2 separate regions of the Bombyx mori genome follow, and region 2 is linked to region 1. A link is a contact called in public Hi-C data. All regions are on one chromosome and are shown on one strand. Each heading gives the region's core, a stretch centred on a gene start, on an enhancer-like site or on the middle of the called end of the contact. The rest is flanking DNA. Distances are from core to core; before and after follow the strand shown.

Region 1 (7,247 bases), core at 1,916-4,415:
CCGGGTATATCATTTAACATCATCACATAGTCCTGTTTACAAATTATTTTCGTCCGAAATTTCCTCAAACTCTGTTCTACTATTTTTGCGTGATTGACCAACAAACATTAAAAATAGGCAGATAGGAGAAACAGTTCAGTAGCATCAAGTAGCTAGTACCACTTGATGAGCTTTGTATTTTAGTGTTACATATTTACAAAATTTAGAGCTCATATACCTATTCGTATATAACTCGTATGATATATTATATTTTAAATACCCAATTTATATCCACAAAAAATAAAGCAAAAGAGATAGTTACATAACAGAAAATGAATGAAATTTTGAGGTCACACTATACATGTTCGAATTTCGATCTTCGGTCAAGACTACTTAAATCTATTTATCGAAAAGCACAACTGGAACGTATCAGCGGTAATGTAAATCACATCATAATGTTATTAAATATTTGTTATACCGTTATTATACGTAACGAAAACAGATATGATAAAATGTAGCGCGAGCTTACGTCGAAATAACATTGCCGATTCACTTGGCAAAACTACAAGAAAATCATTGTGCATACGCAAATCGATTTACAACAACGAATCCTAATTCGAAATCGTAAATAATATTCCCACAGCGCTCGACCCGAGAATCAAACCGTTACAACACATGTCGGACAGGTGGACAATCCTTATTGTGTGCTGAATAACAAATGATGAAGCGGCTCCAAATCGCTTTGAGATCCGCCTCTGACACTGCCACACCTGCCCACCGTATTCTAATTATTGTAATCCTGTGTTTGTTTACAGAATTAATTCACGACATGACCCGATGAGACATTTATTCAGCTTAGAAATGTCATGATTGAACTTTTTATAGTCCACGCTAAACCCGCCGATACTAAAACGGATTTATCATACAGTTAATCATGGTTGTGCTTTCCTGATTGAAGGATCGAACAAAAGTATACAATACACTAATATTCGACCGTAGATCTGAAGGTGAATGGCGACATTATTGTGACAATCTACCCGTCTCCATACGATTCCATGGGTTGTTATTTAGTAAATTTTATAATTTCTATTCATCGGAAACCGTAAATCGACATATCGACTCGCTCATCACGAGATCTCGTATTTTTGAGTGTTTAAAAAACCGTTTGCGATGTAGGCGTTCATTGTATTTCGGAATTCGCTTAGATTCTGTCCAGAATGGATTATTACTCTGCCGTCACTCAATTTTATGTTTTTTTTTTAAAGGGATTTTATGACCTGGTATCTAAAACCTTTAGGTCATGTCTTATTTTAATTTATATTCTTATTTTTATGAAAAATGATATGTAATATGGAGTGAAATGAAACGAAGATGATTAATTTGAGACATCAATCAACTGGGATGAAATTAAATGAAATGAGATGAGATGATATGGGATGAAATTTAATCTCAGTAAAATGGTGGTCATTTACTGAGATTTTTTCAGTGGACTTTTTGGAGAATCCCGAGAAGTTACGTACAGCGGTTTTGTTTCATTTTCCCACATTTGTGCACTTTCACAGATATTAAACGGTTAATAAACCACCGTTATTACACATTTAAACCTGAAGAAACACTAAATAGAAAAAATTAAACAAATCACACAACTTCACTCCTCGCATTCCCGCCAAAAAGTTCCACTCAAATGTATAAAAGGGTTGCCATGGTAACCGTTGTTGTTTGCGGACCAGTGACGCGCGCCTGAAATCGTGATTCACGTCTAAAATAAAACAAAAAAATTAATAATTAAAAACACATTGAATTATGCAATTTTATACAAGTAAATATGTATTTTATCAGTAATATAAATTAACGTCTTGTCTGATTTTTAACAATTAATGCAATTTTGCATTTTGTTACTCATAAATCTAAAAAGTCGATTATTCATTCGTGATTTTGTATGCATTTAAATAAAATATTAAATAGCAGAGAATTATTACTCCGTTTCGCTACTTTACAGCGTTGAACTAAGCAGCGATCAATCCGGTATATTTATATTTCCGGTTAGAAATTAAAACAGACGCCAAGCAAAAAAGTTGCTACCAGCTGTTCATCATTAACCTAGAAACCTTTAAGCTTATCGTCACTAAGTTAAAGTTATAATTACCAAAAGACTTGGCAATTACTGTCTATCTAATAGAGAGCATGTACGTTAAGGACAAGAATAAAACAATACGAAATTGACTGTTGTCGTTTTACTAGTTTGCTACTGACAGCGCCATCTGTTGATAGGTTGTTGTATACAATCGGTAGCTTTATTTTTCTGTTTACTTTTCTGTTTAGAAATAAGTAATTTCATAATTTTGTTAATTGTTACCAAAATATAAATGTCATGCTGGGTCTAAATCTATAAATTATGTTGTTTTTTCCACAGGTGATAATGGCAGTACTCACGCTTTGTACCTCGAAACTATAGTCGAGGAGACAAGCGATGATTTGCGCTCCGAAAAATCTTCGGGTGGAACATGGCTGTCCGACTCGGACGCAGATTCCGTCATTCATGTACCAGCAAATGCAGGTCTGTATTAAAAATAATAATTTTTAAATAAACTATGGCCATCTAGTGGGGAGTAGCAATTTTTTTTAAACATTTTCCCACGTCAGCTGATAGATGGCGCTGTTTTTCGGCACCTTAAGAATTTTCATTTAAAATAGACTAAATAAAAAATAAGCTTTTGTTACAAATACGAAAACTATAAATACGAAATATGTATTATTTTTGTTATATTTACTAATTACTTATTAGTATTTGAAAACAATGAGATCTGGTTTTGTTAAATTTGTGTCAATGACGTGAGAGACGAATCTTTTGGACAACATCCAAGATAATGATCACACATTCTAATTCGTTGTCATTGTCACTGTCGCTGTCTGAACGTAGCGACGTTTCTACGTTGTTGCAAGTCACAGTTTATACGTGCTTAACGTGGTGTCTCTTCACCAGGGTCAGAGTGCGACAGCGAGTCAGAGCGCGAGTGGGCTTGTCCGGCGAAGCGACGACGCCGCGAGCGGGACTCCTCGCCCGCAAGCTCCGACTCACTCTCGCGCTCCTCGAGCCTCGCTCAATTCGAGTCACTCGAAAGGTCATGCGCGGCTCCCGCCTCGCCGAGCCTGTCGCCAGACTCCCTCGAGTCTCCTCCACCGTCTCCTCCACCGACGCGAGTGCCTGCAACCCGAACCCATTTGTCTGCCGAAAACCTGAGCGAGGACAGTGGATACAGCGAGAGATCTCGACGGCCGCCCCCACCCGCACATCGGCGTCCTCCCGAAATAGCGCAGCAGGCGTCCGTCGGTGCCGGCAGCGAACCCTGCCTCGCTATCTCACCCAGTCCTGAGCGCCGGCCTCCCCGCACCGCGCGCGCTCTGTCGCTCCCCGCGGAGCTCGACGTGTGCGCTGAGCCGCGAAGACACGCCGGGCATCGTTCGCGTTTCCGACAAAGTTTCGAAGTGAGCGACAGCCTCACCGTCAGTGTGGCCGACCTCACCGCCCTCGACTACAGGGGCGGAACGCGGCGTCCGCGCTTGCCGCCTCCGCCACCTCCGCCCCGCGCACCGCGACACCCTCCTCCTCCGCCTCCACCTCCTGTTGAAAAGGATATCAGCCATGAATCAGTATCGCCCATTCGAGAACCAAGCGCTGGAAGCGATTCCACCACAGAGTCTGAACGTGCCTTCGCGAGAGAAATGGAACTAACAGCTCGACGTCTCGACGAAAGTGCGAGAAGAGTTCTCTCCGAAACCGGCGACTATGACAGAGAATTGTCTGTGCTGACAGCGAAAAGGATGCGCGACTCGTGGGGTGCCTGGGACGACGTTCTCGACGAGCTGCGAAGACGTATAGAACCGTCTTCTCCAACACCGTCACCTCCACGATCACCATCACCGGATCCCGTGCGACAACCAGCTTTCACATCTACTCCGCTAAGATCACCCAGTGACGCGCGGGTACGATCGACACCGGAGCTACGCGCTCGCGCTACTCCTCATCGTGAGACACCGGAAGAGCTACGAGCCTCTCTGCAGTTAGTAGCCACACCACCGCCTGGCACGGGGCCTCCCGCGCGATCCGTATCGGCAGGGTCGAAAGGAGTCACGTTCTCTCCGGTAGTTGCAGAAGTAAGTTGGCGTGAGACTAGTACAAGCACAACCGAGAGCGAATCGACGGCGAGCGATGACGCCGATGACGCAGAAGTCGAAGTGGTCGTGGAGGGGGGAAGCGAAGAGCCGCGCGCGCCGGCCTCAGATCGTTCCACTGCCATGACGGAAGCGAGCGCGCGCGCGCCGCGCGGCCGAATCGCGGGCTTCTTATCGCGATTCGCGAATTTCCGATTTTCCGGGCGCAAAGAGAAAAAAACGAGGGGCGCAGGCGCGAACGGTCGACCACCCGCCGGCGGTCCGGCACTAGCGGCAGACGCGGGGCAGGCAGGGCGCGCGGCGGGCGCCGGGCCGCAGTATGTGCGTATTCCACTGAAAGAAGAGGGTGTGTCGCGCACGGCGGCACCCCCGGCTGCGGGCGGCGTGGCGCACAAGCCGCCGCGGCCGCGCCCGCCGCCTGCTCCGGCGGCCGGCGTGCTGGAGACGGACGTAGACACGCAGCGCACGGTGCTGCACGCGCGCTCGCTGCTGGCACTGGCGCCTCCTGACCAGCGCGCCCCTCGCCCTCACAAGTCGATGGAGTTCCTGCTGGACAAGGAGAGTGCTCAAGCAGTGCAGGTTGGTTTGTTACATATACTAATTTCACAATAACTCGAGTCAATCACCGGCATTGCAATGTTTACAAACAGAGCGATCGATACCGGGCCACAGCTCAACATAGTACCTATAAAGGTATCTAAAAAGACGCACAATGTATTGTTGTACGAATATTGCATCGCATAGCATCACGCGCACTAACGGTACGCGTGCCCTCGGTAACGTGCTGACCCGAAACCGAATTGGAAATCTGTCGTCCTAATCAAACACTTCTATAACGTCGGATATTGTATAGTCAAAATGTTAACACGCAACGTTTTTGGGGAGAGGGACTCCGGTCCCCCGAGACTAATTATATAAGCACGATATTAACATGTAGCCTATTAAACAGGACAGAGGTGAAAGTGTCACATCGCATAGACAACGCCATATCCAGACATGAATGGTAGGCGTTACTGCTACATTATCATTATGACGCATACGCAGAGACATCTATTCGCATATACTGTTAACTTGTTTATTTACACATGGCGTTAGAAATACGTAGACGCTTAAAAAAAACCTATCGATTACGTCAGAAATGCTCTAATATATGAACCTGCAAAAACCACACAAAACAATTCGGTAAACTGACGCCAAACAACGATTTTCTTTACAATGCAACCGTTGCAATACAAAACGCTTGAAGGTACTTAAAGTTTTTACGGACCTTTTTTTTTACTAAACATTCCATTAAGCTTCGGAGAGCGACAATAAACTATTTAAATAGTTTAGTGGGAACAGAAAGAATATGCAAGTGGGTCTCGCGCGCTGTTCTTAGCAGATTATAATAACTCGACGTCAAATCTATACATATAAATAAAATTGGTGTGTCTGTTTGTAATATTGAAATAACCGCTTTTTACTACATGCATGTGAATATATACCTATACGGTACATACACCAAAATATATTTTTTTACAATTTTTGTCTGTCTTTCTGTCTGTTTGTTTGTTCCGGCTAATCTCTAGAACGGCTGGACCGATTTTGACGGGACTTTCACTGATAGGTAGCTGATGATATAAGGAATAACTTAGGCTACTTTTTTAGACTAGCTTCGCCGCAATAACCGCGGGTAACATCGCGGGACTCAGCTAGTAGTAAATAAGTCTAATATCGCTTTTGGAATACGGAATTTTATCAATGTAAAAAATACATACCCCGATACGAAAACTTCGTCTTTTTGTAAGTAATCAATTAAAACCTATAAACATATTTTTAATTAGAAGTAACAGTTATCATGTCTACGAAGTGATAAATTCATCTGTTATCTGGGATAGCGGTTGTTTTATTATTCTTCTAGTCAGCACTGCTACGGGACGAAGCGGTTTGGGACTATTTTGGCATGGCACAAATCGAATTATTCTGGGACATTACATTACATTATTTAAAGCCTTTGCAAAGTTAAATAATTTCAAATGTATTTATTTAACTTTAAATAGCTCTTAGTCCTTTAGTCCGCGATCACGAAAACAAAGCAAACTAAGTAAAGTATTCGAATTACCCCAACTGAAATTCTGTCGGATCTTCTCAGTGGGTCGCGTTTCCGATCCGGTGGTAGATTCTGCGAAGCACTGCTCTTGCTAGGGTTGGTGTTAGCAAACTCTCTCAGGTTGAGCTCGTGAGCTCACCTACTCGTCCGCGCGTAGTTGAAATAGCCCTTACCAAACATTCATCATCATCATCTTAGGCCTTACAGCCCAGGGTGGGCCTTAGCTTGGTCCAGTATGTCTCTCCAGACTGCTCTGTTCAGGGCTTTCTCCTTCCAGTTCCTGACACCGATAACTTTGAGGTCGTGCTCAACGCCATTCAACCATCGGAGTTTGGGTCTGCCACGATTTCTGCGGCCCTCTCTCCGGTTTGCCATAGAGCATTTGTCTTGTAATTCTGGTCTCCTTCATTCGAACTACATGTCCTGCCCATCGTAGGCTTCCAATTTTATATAGTTTTTTTATGATATTAGGATCCTTGTAAATATCATACAATTCGTGGTTATAGCGCGTCCTCCGTATATCGTTTCTTACCAAACATTAGGGAGAGAAAAAAAAGTCGGAAATATTACAACGGCAATAAGAATTGCGAAATTAAATCGTAAAAATAGTTTTAATTATGTTTACGACTAAAAAACCGAAAAAGCTACTACTATATGTTTTAAATAATGTTATGCGAACGAGAGAGAATAAGCTGGATATAGGTCAAAATTGCAGCGTTTGTAACTTGAAGTATGTCAAATGTATAGAGAAGGCTGCGTCGCCGCCTTAAACAACTGTTTCATTCGAGAACTCATAATTACATATTGCGTCTTCACTCGATTCCCACAGCGCAATTACTATGTCACATTAAAACGTGTGATGTCACTTATTATGGCTTCAAACTGTTTCCTCGTGCGTTATTTTACCTTCAGTTACATCATTTGAGATACTCTGTTCAGTTACGTAAAGTATATAGGCAAATAGGTAAATGTTATTGAAAATAATTTTGAGATAAAATACAGAACA
Region 2 (7,619 bases), core at 551-3,050, 78 kb before region 1:
GAGTTTAAAGCTGGAAGCTTGTGGGCGACGAATATATGCAATAAACTGCCATAAGTTAGTAGTAAGTTGTTTATATCATCACATTTTATATCATTAGACAATAACGCATGCCTACTATATTTGTTTTAATAATGTATTATAATAATATTATGATATTGCATACGGTTTTGTTGAACATTACTTTGATCTCTAACTTATTACAGATGTGTTGATTCCAAATTGTAAAAAAATATAATATATTAGTTTACAGTACATATTGCAATGGTCGTTTTATTAACTATATCACAGATGATTTAATTCTCAAGGATTAAACAAAACACTTTATTTGTGGATTCTTGTTGCATATTGTGTACAGTTGTAATTAAAAATATGCTTAAATAAAAAACCAAACTAACTATTAATTTTCCATATTTTTCCTTGGCCCTTGGATATTAGAGCGATATGAAAAAAAAACATGGTAGTGTCATCGGTCCTTGATACATGTGCATCAATTTTAAAGTTAATCCGACGTTTGTGACTTTGTGAAAATGACGTTTAAAGTTTTCGTTAGATATAAACAAACATACTTATGTACATACCGAGCTTAAAAGGGGTATTCGAATTTAAAGAACACATACCAACTTGTAACGAGGTAAATAAATATTGAGCAATATATCGTTCTCGTCGAACCCGTCGCTTGCGATGAAGGGTTCGACGAGTAAATTAAACCACAGACACAGCCCACTGAGTTTCTCGCCGGATCATCTCAGTGGGTCGCGTTTCCGATCCGGTGGTAGATTCTGCGAAGCACTGCTCTTGATAAGGTTAGTGTTGGCAATGTCGTCAGGTTTGAGCCCCGTGAGCTCACTTACCTGTTAGGGTTACGCTAAAATGGCCTCTCAAAGTCATCAGCTCAGGCAGAAAAAAAAGAGCAATAGTCACTTCCTTCATAAAGTAGGTACATATTATACTAATTGTAATAGCGAAGAGACAGGAACAGATAAGGCGGTAGGGAACTTTGATTTAGACAAAAATAACTATTCTAACAGCATGTAATAACTTCGTTTATTGGCGTTAATAAATGAAAGAATCCCCTACAAAATCACTGGAGGCTTAAGAGGCTTTTCCAGCTACTCACGGATCGGTAGGTGAGTTCACGGGATTAACCTGAGAGGATTTGCTAATACTGGCCCTAGCTAAGCTTTGTGCTTCGCTGATTCTACCACCGGATTGAAATCGCGACCCACTGAGAAGATTCGGCGAGAAACTCTGTGGGGTCTATGGGTTAATTTACTCGTCGAACCCTCAAGCGACGCGTTCGACGAAGACGGTGATCGGTTTCTTTGTGTAATGCTGTCATAGCAATACGGCTTTCTATATCACCTTACTCCATCTTGATAATACAAGCATATTTATCTAAACTTACACTAGATTGCGACCCATTGAGAAGATACGATGTGAAAATCAGTAGGTTATGCTTGTGTGTTAAGTTGCATGTGAACTCATCGCCGTATTGGACGAGAATGGTGATTCGTGCAATGTCTCAAAAATGCTCGAGAGTGGATCGGGAGAATCCGAATGACATGCTTAAGGCGAACGGCGTCTGTGTATCGCCCTGTAAGAGTGTTGTTATTGTGTCCCTCTGCCTTTTCGAAAAAGCGTTTCCACGCTGGCTTCGTATACTCATCGATTACAGTTGGAGGTCATTTTGCGATCTATTTTCCTCACAAACTACGGTGTTCCGACGGTTATACTACAAAAACGGATTTGTATAACTAGACTTATCTAAAATTTCCTACACAATAGGGACGGAAAACTTGAATTCGTTGAAAACGACATCTACTGTGAAGTAGCATTATTTTTATATAACTATCCTAGCGACATCTATTTGCGAGTAGCATAAAAGAAATTTGTTTTTTGGCGTGTACAAAGGTCAAAAACAATTCTTTCAGTATTATTTATACGTGATATAAACATTTCATTATCTTTAATTACTCTCTAGAAGACATGTATAAAATTTTAAATGTACATTGTATATTGTGTACAGATCTCTACCAATAAATTTGATATAGGTCGTTACGTCGTATTGAAAGTCCGTTGTTCCTGTTTGAGTATTTGAGTTTTTGGCCCATAAATCGATGCCTCCAATGAACACTTCTCTAACTCAAAATTTTAAAATATTCGTTTTTCACGCAAATCGCTTCACTATGTTAAAAGTATTACAATTAATCATTATTGATGGGGTTCGAAGCAAGAGTAAATCAGTTAGTTACACAAAAAAAACCATAAATATATCTGCAATAATAAAGATTTTATCAACTTTTTTTGCTTAAGCGCTCCTGTAAATCTACGAATTTGGAGTTAGCGTAGTGCTCATTGGAGGCATCGAAATATTATCTTATTTACTTTTGTTTTGTGTTTTGGCCCCTCGCCTCGAAGCAGTGTTAGCTGCGTGACTAATGGCTCGATCACACGTACCGAGCAAACGGGCGAGACAGTGCTCTCGGCCGAGTACTCGGTGCGTATAAACATAGCGCCGAACGAAGTGGCGAGCCAGTAGCTCGGCGTCCGTTCTATTTACTAGGCCGAGTGCTCACCCTCCCGCTTCCCCGCACTGTCTGGCTCGCTCACTCGGCAGGTCTAAATGTGCACTGTCTCGCTACTCGGCCACTTGATTGTTATTACGTTGCCGCGCGTGCCTTTTTGACATATTTATTTCTTTAAAACATCTCCAAATAAAATAACAATACACCATGTCTGAAAATAAAAAATAAATAAAATAAAATAACAATCCAGCGTTTTTTCAACAATTCCTTTAATTTTTCTGCCAATACTGGAATGAGTATGTAACTTTGTATATTTTCTAATAATCTTTTTACGATCCGTATTAAAGTCTCAATAGAACTGAAATGACTGTGCTAATTTCAAAACATGTGTGAACAGCTATTCGCTTACATTACTGTCTCGGCCGAGAAACATTTGACTGTCTCGCCCGTATGCTCGGTACGTGTGATCAAGCCTTAAGCCCCGTCGTTTGGGTTTAAGTGGACTGTATACAGTAATAATTTATAAAAAATGTGAGATGATGCATAGAAGAGACTGAACTAACTTGTCATGGGTTTTCTACGTATTCAAATGGCTTCAGTTTCTTAACATAACGACGACGGAAATGATTGCGAACACCAATACGAACGAGGATTATGTAGCTCGCTTTCAAACATGCGAGTTTACATTCCGGGCTCTACACGCCCTTCCCTGGCTGAAGGGTGTTTCTTCTGGAGACGCCTGGGCCTCTCCGTCCCCTTTCTTCTTCCCCTTTGTTATTTTGGTTCTTTGTTATTTATTCTGTCTTTCTTTCTTTCTGTATTGTTTTTATTTCTGTTTTATTTTTTGTTCTGTTTTATGTTTTGTGGTCACGTATGACGCTTTTTCGGTGTGGTGCACGGGAGATGGTACGCCACTTTTAGTCTGCCTTTTTGATGAAGTAGTGAGCCGGCGTTGCTTACGCATCTTCCGGCCGCTGATCGCCATGTCCCCGGCTTCGGCTATAGGGGACTGCCCAGAGGGGGTACCGGTATACCGGCGTGGCTTCGTTGTTGTTCCTCTCAAAGTCGGAGAGTTCCGGGCAACATACTCCGGAACCCGGACGGCGTGGGCGCATTGCCCCATCGCAACGGCAAAACTCCAGGCCAACGCGGGACCTACTACAACACGGACCTAGTACAACGCGAGACCCACTACAACGCGGTACCTACTACAACGCGAGGCCCACTACAACGCGAGGCCCACTACAACGTGGGACCTACTACAACGCAGACCTACTACAACGCGGGCCTACTACAACGCGGGACCTACTACAACGCGGGACCTACTACAACGCGGGACCTTCTATGACGCGGGGCCTACTACAACGTGGGACTTACTACAACGTGGGACCTACTATAACGCGAGACCTACTACAACGCTGATCTACTACAACGCGGGACCTACTACAACGTGGTACCTACTACAACTCGGGACTTACTACACGCGGATCTACTACAACGCGGGACCTACTATAACGCGATATAATATCTATAATCTCCACTATAATCTCCTCTGTAGGTCACGATTCCAATTTGGTGGTAAATACTGCGGAGCACTGCGCTTGCTAAGGCCAGCGTTAACAACCCTCTCAAGTTGAAACCGCGTTCTTACCTACACGTATGGTGAAGCTTTTTTTTTGGGCCGGGGGCCGAACCTCCTACGAAGTTCCCGCCCTAGGGGGCGCGCGGGGTATGTGGGACTTGACGATCTGCAAAGTGTTGGGGGCAGACCGCGGGCCCAAGGAATTTTAGGGCCCACCCACTAAACGACTCCCCTGCACTCTTACACCCGACTTCCGATCTCCGTCCGGGGTCAAAACCCGGTCAGAGTAGGGGGTTCCCGTGGTCAACACTACAACCAGACACGCGGCGCAACCCCTAGGACGCCCGACCGACGGGTCGTCGAGGCGATAGTCGACGACCAACGACGTCGGTCTTCGCGGTACGGCGGGCTACCAGGCCGCCCGGGCGATGCCGTTGGTGTTTCGGGATACCCCGCTGGGCCAGAACCAGCCTGCCAGGTTGGAACGCGATACACCGCCGACCGGGTTGCTCTTCCACAGTATGTTGGGCGACGACAGCGACGACGAAAATGCGGACCGCATCGCAGTCCTCAGCCGCCGACGCGTCGTCCCGTCCTCCTGGTGCCAGCGCGCTAGAGTGACGGTAGCGTGCGGCGTAGCCTTAACCCCCTTAGGTCGCCCCGTGACCATCACCGGGAGGAGACTGCCTCCTCATAGATGTACGGTGAAGCTAGCATAACCCTTCGAGGTTACTAGCAATAGATAGGCAAAAAAAATGCAACAGCAACAGCAGAATTATATTAGTTTTGGGATATACCATACGGAAGGCGGTTAGGTTGGTAATTAGTTTTATATATGAACATCTATATATACTCATAAACGAATTCACGTCCCGCAGTGTACAAACAGATTATTTGACGATACGGACGAATCATATTATCTCTTGTCACTCACGTCGCTCGAACATAACTAAGTTCAAAATGTCGCTGTTTGAATACATTATATTTTATTTGCAAGCACTCTCGTTATAATTATGGAATCGTGCCAAACGTGGGCCCACGCGCCGTCGACCGCTCACGGCAGCCAGCATGTCGTGACGTACTCCATTGATCATAAACAGACAACTTATTTCGAGATCGAAAACTTCGTTACAAATAAATCGTGGCCAAGAGGCCTTTTCGGTTTCACCAGGACAGGTGGGCGAGAAAAGGCTCAGCCAGGGGAAATAAGTCTAGACTAAGTACATCTTTAATTATATTAAAATATATGAGGTTCAAGTAATTTCTTTAAATTTAATAATGACGTAAAATAAAGCTTTCATACAAAAATATGTGAGGACAGGACCTTATTAATATTAATTAAGTTTATTACATACAAAAAGTAGCAAAAGTACTCCGGAAGTCACGATTATTAATAAAATAAAATAACAAAAGGCAGTCTCATAGATCAAAGCCATATCTTGTTGGATAGAGCATGAAAATTTTACTGTTATGAAAAAAAAGATTGCAGTGTGCGACAAAATTACTAATTAAGTGATCACAAAATATGTAAGTATACCTACAATAATCCCACATACAAGATTTCATTGTAAATTACATAAAATCTCTTCTTAACCTATTTATAAACGACCAGAACACATTGATGGCTAAGTAATTTGAAGCAGTCTGCTCATTTGAAAATTTCCGATGTTTCGAAAAAACCTTTAAAAAAATACATGGGTTTTGTTGATCAGAAAATATTTTAAAAAGTATATATTTATTTGTAAATATCTAACGAAGCCTTTTTCAAAGGAAAGACTCAAATATGTGGTCACAGTTGAACAGATGCAGTCGCCCTAATCCGTGTGAAAGGAAGCCGTTCCGGTAATATACCCTTAGGGTACTGAACCTACGTAGGGGCGTTGCTAAGACACGTAAACTTCACACTCTACCGAGTTCCCATAAGGAGAATGTCTAGTACGTTTAGTCTGGTATAGTTGTTGAATATATGAATGAAATCTAGCAAATTAACTTCGAACTCTGTAACTGTCCCATGTGTATTTTTGTTTGTAGACACATCAGCGACAGTCAGGTGCGTGTCTTTACTTAAATAATCGTAATGCAGCTCCAAGTGGGGCAAGTACTAATGTTTATTCTATTTCGAAATTACACCAAATTAGTTTGAATTCGATCTATTCTGTAGTCATTTAAACTTTTAAAGTGAACGTGTCAACGTACACGTGTTGAAGGCCTCAAGTTTAAAACATAAATGCATTCTGAATGAAGTTAGCTGCAAAAGGTCTCTAAAGTACTATTTTTTCTGATCTCGAAGACCTTTGCCATTTGTTGGCGCGGATCTATCCTCAAATTATATTTCTCACCTGCGCTAACTTCAGAAACGTATTTATGTTTTGCGCGTACTAAAACGAATAGCATGAGCTGTAACTAACAGGTACCTTCCTTTTTACCTTATTTTCCGAATATACTTATATAATGTAGTTTTCTCCTAACACCATAAGACTAAAGTAATGGTGACGCAAAAATTGCATTTGACCATCGAGATATTACGTACTGCATTTGAACAATATTTTTCTTTTCATTTGTACTAAAAACTGTCTTGAGTATTTTTACTAAATCTATCGAATTTGTCGTCCATAGAGTCGTTCAGACAGACCTGTAGGTGGAATCATTTGAAACCTAGAAGTCAACGGAGGGACTTCTCTATACACTTCTTGCGTTGATAGTACTCTGCAGAATTGCTTAAAATGATCCCATCACATATTTCAATAATCGCACCACCCGCCATCGAAGCAAAGTTCATCCTTACTTGAAACAGTGCTCATCCAGTCTATTTTTAGATATATTTTGCCATGTACCGTCCGGCTTCGGAATTAACTCTCCTCCACGATGTCTCCCGATCGCTATGACATATCCAAGCGAGGATAAAAAATAACCCTAAAGGGTAGGCAGGGGCTTAGCTATGCTCCTGGCATTGCTGTCATGAGCCCCACTCAATATTAGGTCGGCTGTATGATCGTTTACATTGTAGGGGAGAAAAAAAAACAAAAAAACATCTGACACAGAGCGCGTTTGACAGCTGCTCAGGAAAAATGTAGGGTACTATAAAGAATGACAAGAATTTATGTGTAGCAGATGAATGTTTACCGTTTGCGTTAATAAGCATTGTTCACCTTTCCGTCTTAAATATGAAGTATCTATCTATGCCTTTCAGCTCCGAGGACTGTTATTATTGGATTGGATGATTTCGATAGCAATAATTTATTTAATACAAACCAAAGTAATTTTTATATCTTTGCATTTTTCCGACCTTCTGTAATAGCCTTTTGAGAATCTTCTTTTTTTTCCTACCTATGCTGATAGCCTTGAGAGGCTATTTCAGCTTGACCCTAATGTGTGTAGGTGAGCTCACGGGGCTCAAACCGGAGTGTTGCTAACAATGACCCTAGCAAGAGCAGTGCTTTGCAGAATGTACCGCCGGATCGGAAAGGCGACCCACTGATAAGATCCGGCGAGAAACTCAGTGGGCTGTGTCT

The links. Hi-C and Micro-C count contacts between places; a contact is called where the count stands out from the background.
Region 2: a Hi-C map of whole pupa shows a contact between it and region 1, with 5 times the contacts expected there. The contact joins two enhancer-like sites. A contact is called at or near these places in 6 of 7 Hi-C or Micro-C datasets (middle silk gland, midgut, an unstated tissue and 1 more).

What each region holds. Positions count from the first base shown.
Region 1 is chr15:3,724,784-3,732,030 of ASM3026992v2, reverse strand. LOC101741581 (serine/arginine repetitive matrix protein 1) reads left to right here. Exons shown (of 11, transcript XM_012692467.4): 2 at 2,393-2,536; 3 at 2,963-4,731. Among protein-coding and RNA genes, the nearest start is that of LOC101741581, 43 kb to the left of the region's middle. Within about 2 kb of position 3,165, at least 8 of the 8 cell types and tissues checked have open chromatin away from gene starts, as enhancers often do.
Region 2 is chr15:3,801,267-3,808,885 of ASM3026992v2, reverse strand. It overlaps LOC101741355 (rab GTPase-activating protein 1-like), which reads left to right. Exons shown (of 26, transcript XR_009974959.1): 26 at 1-262. Among protein-coding and RNA genes, the nearest start is that of LOC101741581, 33 kb to the right of the region's middle. Within about 2 kb of position 1,800, at least 6 of the 8 cell types and tissues checked have open chromatin away from gene starts, as enhancers often do.